Linked DNA regions of Sus scrofa: region 1 is linked to region 2. A link is a contact called in public Hi-C data. All regions are on one chromosome and are shown on one strand. Each heading gives the region's core, a stretch centred on a gene start, on an enhancer-like site or on the middle of the called end of the contact. The rest is flanking DNA. Distances are from core to core; before and after follow the strand shown.

The links. A called contact is a pair of places that touch in the nucleus more often than the background predicts.
Region 1: a Hi-C map of heart right ventricle shows a contact between it and region 2, with 2.4 times the contacts expected there. The contact joins two enhancer-like sites. A contact is called at or near these places in 2 of 47 Hi-C or Micro-C datasets (embryonic fibroblasts and heart right ventricle).

What each region holds. Positions count from the first base shown.
Region 1 is chr5:30,325,149-30,328,215 of Sscrofa11.1, reverse strand. The region is part of intron 4 of HMGA2 (high mobility group protein HMGI-C); the gene reads right to left. Among named protein-coding and RNA genes, the nearest start is that of HMGA2, 140 kb to the right of the region's middle. Within about 2 kb of position 1,680, at least 2 of the 83 cell types and tissues checked have an H3K27ac peak or open chromatin away from gene starts, as enhancers often do.
Region 2 is chr5:30,109,431-30,112,854 of Sscrofa11.1, reverse strand. No RefSeq gene overlaps it. Among named protein-coding and RNA genes, the nearest start is that of HMGA2, 77 kb to the left of the region's middle. Within about 2 kb of position 2,009, at least 73 of the 83 cell types and tissues checked have an H3K27ac peak or open chromatin away from gene starts, as enhancers often do.

The sequences.
Region 1 (3,067 bases), core at 431-2,930, 220 kb before region 2:
CTCTTCCTTTCCCAGGTCACTACAGTACACCATTCAGTAACGCATGCCTTAAAGCTTGTCTGCATTATATGACCAAACTTCCATTCATTAGTGTTTGAAACACTTCAGCTGTGAAGGAACTCCTAAATGCTACCATGTGTGACGCTTTTGCGTAAAAGCAGCAAACGTGAGGAAAAAAGCCCATATGAACAGGCACTCGCACGTTCACATGTTCACATGCATGCGAGCGTGAGCGTGCGCGCGTGCGCGCACACACACACACACAATCCTGGGCTTTAATCACAGGCCACTGCTTACTGCAAACCCTCTGCAACAGGTTTCAAACTCTTTTCCCCCCTAAGACTGAGGCAGCTGTAAATCCTGGGAATAAACACACATACAAATGAATGGATTACAGCTTAAAAAATATATCCGCCGCAGCATCAAGTCATGAGATTTCACACCGGTTTTGTTTAGTCTGCTTTGGGTTATGTGGGAAATGTGGAACGTTTGAAGCTACCTCCCCTCTGCTCCCAACCCCCGAGCTGCGGGCTTCATAGGTTTATACCTCTTGATCGGCAACAGGCCATGACCCTGAGATTCTCTATGGAAGACTGACCACAAAGGAGAAGGTGGCAGGATCAAAGCCACCGAGGATGAGAGAGAGAGACAAGCCAAGGTTCAGCTGCCCTGTGACCTGGCCTTTTCCCTTAATGTTTAAATTTCAGAAAGTCACTATACCGTTTGGCAGATACGCTCTTCATCCATCCCCAAATGACTCCCTTCTCATGGTGACACGAGGTGTGGACTTAGGTGACTATCCCAAAACAGACCACAGTGCAAATGCTGGCAGATACATTTGCTTCTTTCTTCTCTTGGTTAACCAATTTATAGAATGCAGTCAAGTTGGAACACCCCCCACCCCCACCCCCGACTGAGCTGTCATTATTCCATTTCTGCTTGATTTTTCTAGACTACCTGGAAACCAAGGTGCTTCCAAATCCAGAAGGAGAGCACATTATCGGGCCATGAACTTATAAAGACCTTGTAGTAGATGGAATGTGATCAGCTTTTTATCTTTATTTTTTTATGGCCCCACCCAAGGCATATGGAAATTCCTGGGCCAGGGATTGAATCTGAACTGCAGTTGTGACCCACACCACAGCTGCAACAATTTAACCCACTGCGCAGGGCAGGAGATCAAACCCATGCTGCTGCAGTGACTGGAGCTACCATAGTTGGATTCTTAACCCACTGAACTCGTGTGTGTGTGTGTGTGTGTGTGTGTGTGTGACTAACTTTTTAAAACTTTCCCAGCAACTTTGCTTGACTGGAGCTCTTGGAGCTCCTGATATGTAAGTGGCTTCTTCAATTCCCTTAGACACAACTCAGCTAAAAATCACGGTGTCCCCATCTTCATCCTGTTTCCTTTACTTCATGGTTCTTAACACAACACGGAGGTGTCTTTCCCCTGACCTTGCAATGCTTCTCCTTAGTAACTGTCAGTTAGTAAGGGGTACAAGATTAGGATGTCAGAGGGTGGAAGCCTCACTCTGTCCAACTTTTGGAGGCCATGTGGCTCTCACGTGCTCAGAATGATCGTTTCCTCAAATGTCTGGTTCATGGAGAGCTCTCTCTTCTTGGCATAGCCCTCACTGGCCACCCTCCAGAGGACGGCACTGCTGCTAACTGGGTGATACTGACGGGCCCGTGACACCTCTCACCTCTGCCAACCCCACTTCTCACCCTTCCGGTGACTTGGCCTTTTGCTACCCGTGTGGCTGCCGCGACAAAAGAGCGCGTGTAACTAAGAGAAGAAAAATTCTCTTCATATTCTTGTGTTCCACCATTCATTTACTGGATTGGGGTAGGTAATTTAACAAGAGATGGCAAGAGAAGGCTGGGAGAGAAGAATTTGGCTTTCCCTCCCAGGAGCCAATTGGGTCATGGATGCACGAAGATGGAATTGGAAAATCCACGTTCAGCTGCCCTAAGTGTCACGGTTGACCAGACTTCACACAGAGCCCTTCTGTGGTGCAAAGAGTGGACAGGAACTGGTGATGGAGGAAATGAGCAGCTGGTTCTGATGTCCCCCAGGAAGCTTATTTCCACAGCAAAGTAGTTGGTAGGGACTCCTGAAAGTCAATCCTCTTTAGCAACTTAGAGGACACTGGCATTTACTGTAGTCAATAGCTTGCAACTTGGGATATTTATTTAAATTGCTTCATGTTTGCAACATATGGCCAAAGGATCTTTGAGCTTGGGTAGCTCCCCAAGAGCGGCTTTGAGGAAATAAGGGGGTTGAAAACTGCAGCCAAGCATTCTACACATCTCATTAGGGGCTGGTTGACGAGGTGGGCAGGCCAAGCAGTGGCAGTCTGCTCAAGGAGGCGTATGGTTGGGGATGGGCTTCAGGAATGTAGGATAAAAGGACTTTTCAAAGTGAAAGTGCAGTGACATTTTTATGAGCACCAGCCACTAAAGCCTCTAAACACTGAACAGCCCCCAGCCATTCACTCAGTTGCCTTACAAAGACAACGGAGGCCGCGCCACACTGGGGCAAAACACGCCATTTTTTTGGCAGAAAACTGAAGCGAGGGAAAAGAAAGTGGGCAGAGTTGGAGAACTCTATTTTTATTATGACTATTGGAAAATTGCACTCATTTTCCCTTAGTTTTTCTTTTGCCCCCACCCTACCCCCAGAATGTAATAAGTATAACTCTTTCATTGCTTTCATTACACTTGGGGAAAAGCCCTACTAAAACCTAGAAATGTGGTTTGCACACATCCCCATTCTTTTAATTTGGTGCAGCACAATGCATGTGGCTGTACCATTGGGTACACTTCTGCTAGCTGATTCAAAAGGAGGAAGACGACATGCCAGTATCCACCCGGATCCCCTAATGCTAGATGGAAATTTTTAATGTCTTAGGAGTTTAATTATAATCTTACCACACAGGCACGATTGAGGCTGTGTGCTGGAGGAAAGTTCAGTATTTAATGCAAAAGCTGAAGCTCTGGGTTTAATTTTCAGATGCAGACTAAACAGCAGGTCTGCAATGGAAGGGAGGCCAGCGAATTCTAAATG
Region 2 (3,424 bases), core at 760-3,259:
TATTGGGAGGATAAGTATATTCTGGAATTTACTCCATTTAATGGAAAACTATACAACAGTTAAAAATAAAGATCCACATGTCTCAAAATGAGTATATGTCATACATTGATTGTTGAATGAAAAATTTTGTTTATATTTGTAAACACTATGCAAGAGGGTAGATCCAATGTTCATTAATGCCCTGGCATAGGATTATTCTTAAGTGCATACTGCCACCAATTTTTTAAAAAGCTAATCTGGTTATGCAAACCCTTGTCCTTTCTTTAAATAGGATAAAAGCTCTCTCACTAAGAAAAATGAAAGTTGCCATTTTCTAGATTTGAACAATCTGTGTCCAGTTTAGCCTTGCAGGTTCTCAGCTCAGCACCTAGGTAGTTTGAAGATGGGTCAGAGAAGTAAAAAAGACAATACAAAGCTAGAGAATGTTACATATTAAGGAGACATTGTTAGCCTGGAAAACAGTAAGAACTTGAGATGTTTAATAATGATGTGAGGGCTTGTGTGTTCTCACTTAGATGTGCAGGATCTGTCTGGTTTAGTTTCTTTGAAAATCTAAATCTAACCTCTTTCTTTCAAAGGATCTGCAGTTATTCTGGGATTCCTTCCCCCATTCTCCTTTTTGTTCTCTCTCTTTTCTCTTCTTGGAAAGCTTTATATAACATTTTAAGTATATCTGAAAAAGTGTTTGGAAATGTTCAGGGAAAAAGTAGGTTCTGTTGAATTCAACATGATTGAAGGCACAGCTACTATTTATTTGTCAGGCCCTGTACTAGGATCTGGAGCCATGGACTGAGTAATGCACCCCTACCCTCAAAAATCTCATAGTCTAATTGAATACAGATCGATATAAACTAGTCTTTGTACCCCTGCAAGATCAATGCCAAAATAGACTACTTCAGCATCTTTATTCTCTGCAAAATGGCTTTTATAGAGTCGAGGAAAAGAAGGGCTGAAAAGGAATCACTTGGTCACGGCGACCACCCAGGTGGTGCCAGAGTTGGAAGCAGCCCTCCTCCCCCAGTCATCAATGCGGCTCAGAACGAATCGGCTTTTCAGGAATGTGGAGAGCAAAGGAAAAGGCGGCCAAATCTTCCAGGCAGAAGCAGTTCCGATCCGAGGATTAGAGCCTATCAATGAGGGGTGACCGAACTGGAGGGAGGAAAGAAGGAAGGAAATAGGGCTTAAGCTCTGAGGGAGACTCTCTCAGGAGACAGGGTCAGGCACTAAACATCCACCTTCTCAGAAAGCTCCCACGCACGGGGGAAAACAGGCCCCTGCGGCTGGGCGCTTGCGGCTGAGGCCCGTCTGGGCCCCCGCGCCCACCCGGCTCCCGCCGGCTCCTGGGCCGCCAGCAATCTGCGTCGCCGGCGGAAGGACCTCCAGCAGCCAGGCCGCTTTTGAAGTCTGGGCGGCCGAAGGGAGGGGAAATGGATGACACCGGGGACAGGGACTGGGCGGGGGAGCTCTGCCCGGTTCCCACGATTGATCCGCCAGCTCCAGGGGCCAACGCAGGGTTCGGGCTGATTCTAGTGTGGGATGCAGAGTGAGTGTGCACACTTGCGTAGGAGGAAGCTGCGCCGGGAGAGTAGCTGGCCGGGTAGGAGAGGAAGCGAATGCACCTCAAAGCGGAGGGCAGGTAGACGCGGGCCTGAGGCCCAGGGTCAGCAACCAGTAGTATGGGCGGGGCCGAAGCCGGGCTGGGAGGCAACCGGGGAGCCTCGAGCCCTCCGCCCCTCCGCCGAATGGCAGACGCAATCCCGGCCCCTGCCCCTGCGGCCTGGGCAGGTCGGTGGAAGGAGACTTGGGCAGGAATGAGACTCCATTTAACCTAAGATCAGGAGAGCTATTAACTTGTCACTGGCATCCGCTCATTCGTAAAAGAAAAAACTCCGCGAGCGGAAGGACCAGGGGAGGGAGCGCTGCGGCCGTCTCTGTGGCCCCCTAGTCTCTCAGGAGTTAAGTTCCGGAGCCAGCGCCCGGCCCCGCCCAGGCCCCGCCCCTTCACCCGGCTCCGCCCTCCCAGACTGTGCGGCGTCGGCCCGCGAGCCAATCGGAAGCTCTCTACCTCCAGCCCCGCTGCAAATCACCGCAGGAAGTGTAAGGCGCGCAGCAGCCCCAGACAAAATCGATTACTTTTCCCCCCTCCGTAGCCGGGCTGGGAACTCGAGGAGCTCTGGTGGATTCCTGTTGGTGTGTCTTCTAGCCAGGAGAAGCTATGGCTGATGACCCTGCGGGTCCGGGTGGTTGACTACTTACCTCTTCCTTCAGCCTTGCCGACAAGCATAATAACGCGCACAGTTTGAGGCTTGGAGGGAGGCTCATTAACTAGAGCGTACACAATAAAGGCTCTCCTGGAGAGGAAGGCGGGCTTCTCCCGCGACCCCAGATTATTTCCGATGGGGTCATCAGATAAATCCACAGGTCACATCTGTTCAAAGGGACCTATTTAAAATATGCGTTGACCTAGGAGTGAGAGTTACAACTGGGAGGGTGTGTTCCTGTGTGTGATGTTGAAAGGGACACCCCACCCACCCGCCAAAATTCACACAGTGAGAGCATATGAAGAGGTCTTAAATAACACTCAGTTCAAGTCCCACTTCTCCCCCAGGCTTATGTTTGAATAGCCTCCACGTTCAAGGTAGAGGGTTACAAGGTAGTTTGGAATTCCAAAGATTTAAAATGGGGAGATACTGCACAGAAACATTTTGAGCAATGAAACCTAGAAGGTGGAACATGGGTGGGAGGGAGATAACAAAATACGTAATAGAAGACACTTTAAAAAATATCATCTGTATTCTTCAAGCTTAATAGGCATTCCTAGAGACCTCTACTTTCTATGGCTGATTCAGAGCTCAAATCTTTGTCCTTAGGGAGTTGCAAATAAGGGTGTTAGGTTTGTTATTTTATAGTAAGAGTCCAACAAGGCGCCCCTGGCTCCAAGGTTTGTGGTGGCAGACAGATACCTCTTTTTAGGTCTTTTTTTTTTTTTTTTTTTTTAATTCCAGATTTGAACTAAAGATGGTTCAAATTTCCTTTTCCCTCTCATCTATCTAGCTCTAAATTCTAAGAAATGGGAACACTGACTGACTACACAACAGAACTTGCTTTGCTCCTTTTGATGGGGAGCTGTATGTACCTTTCACCATTCTATTTTACAGGAAACTTAAAGCTGATTTCCTTTCTCTGCTCCCGAAAGCAGTTGTTATCTTGGTGTTTGTTACAGAACATCTTTATTTAATGAAAAATAGTTGATTTTCAGCAGCAAGCATACCTTAACAAAGTTGTCAAATGCATGGTACTATAGCAAACAGGGGAGAGGCTTTTTTTTTTTTTTTTTTTAAAGCATGTTAGTGCTTATGAATGATAATTCTTGAATGTTTGAAGTTAAACTGCATGCTTATTTCTTTAACTGGTCAGAAACCTT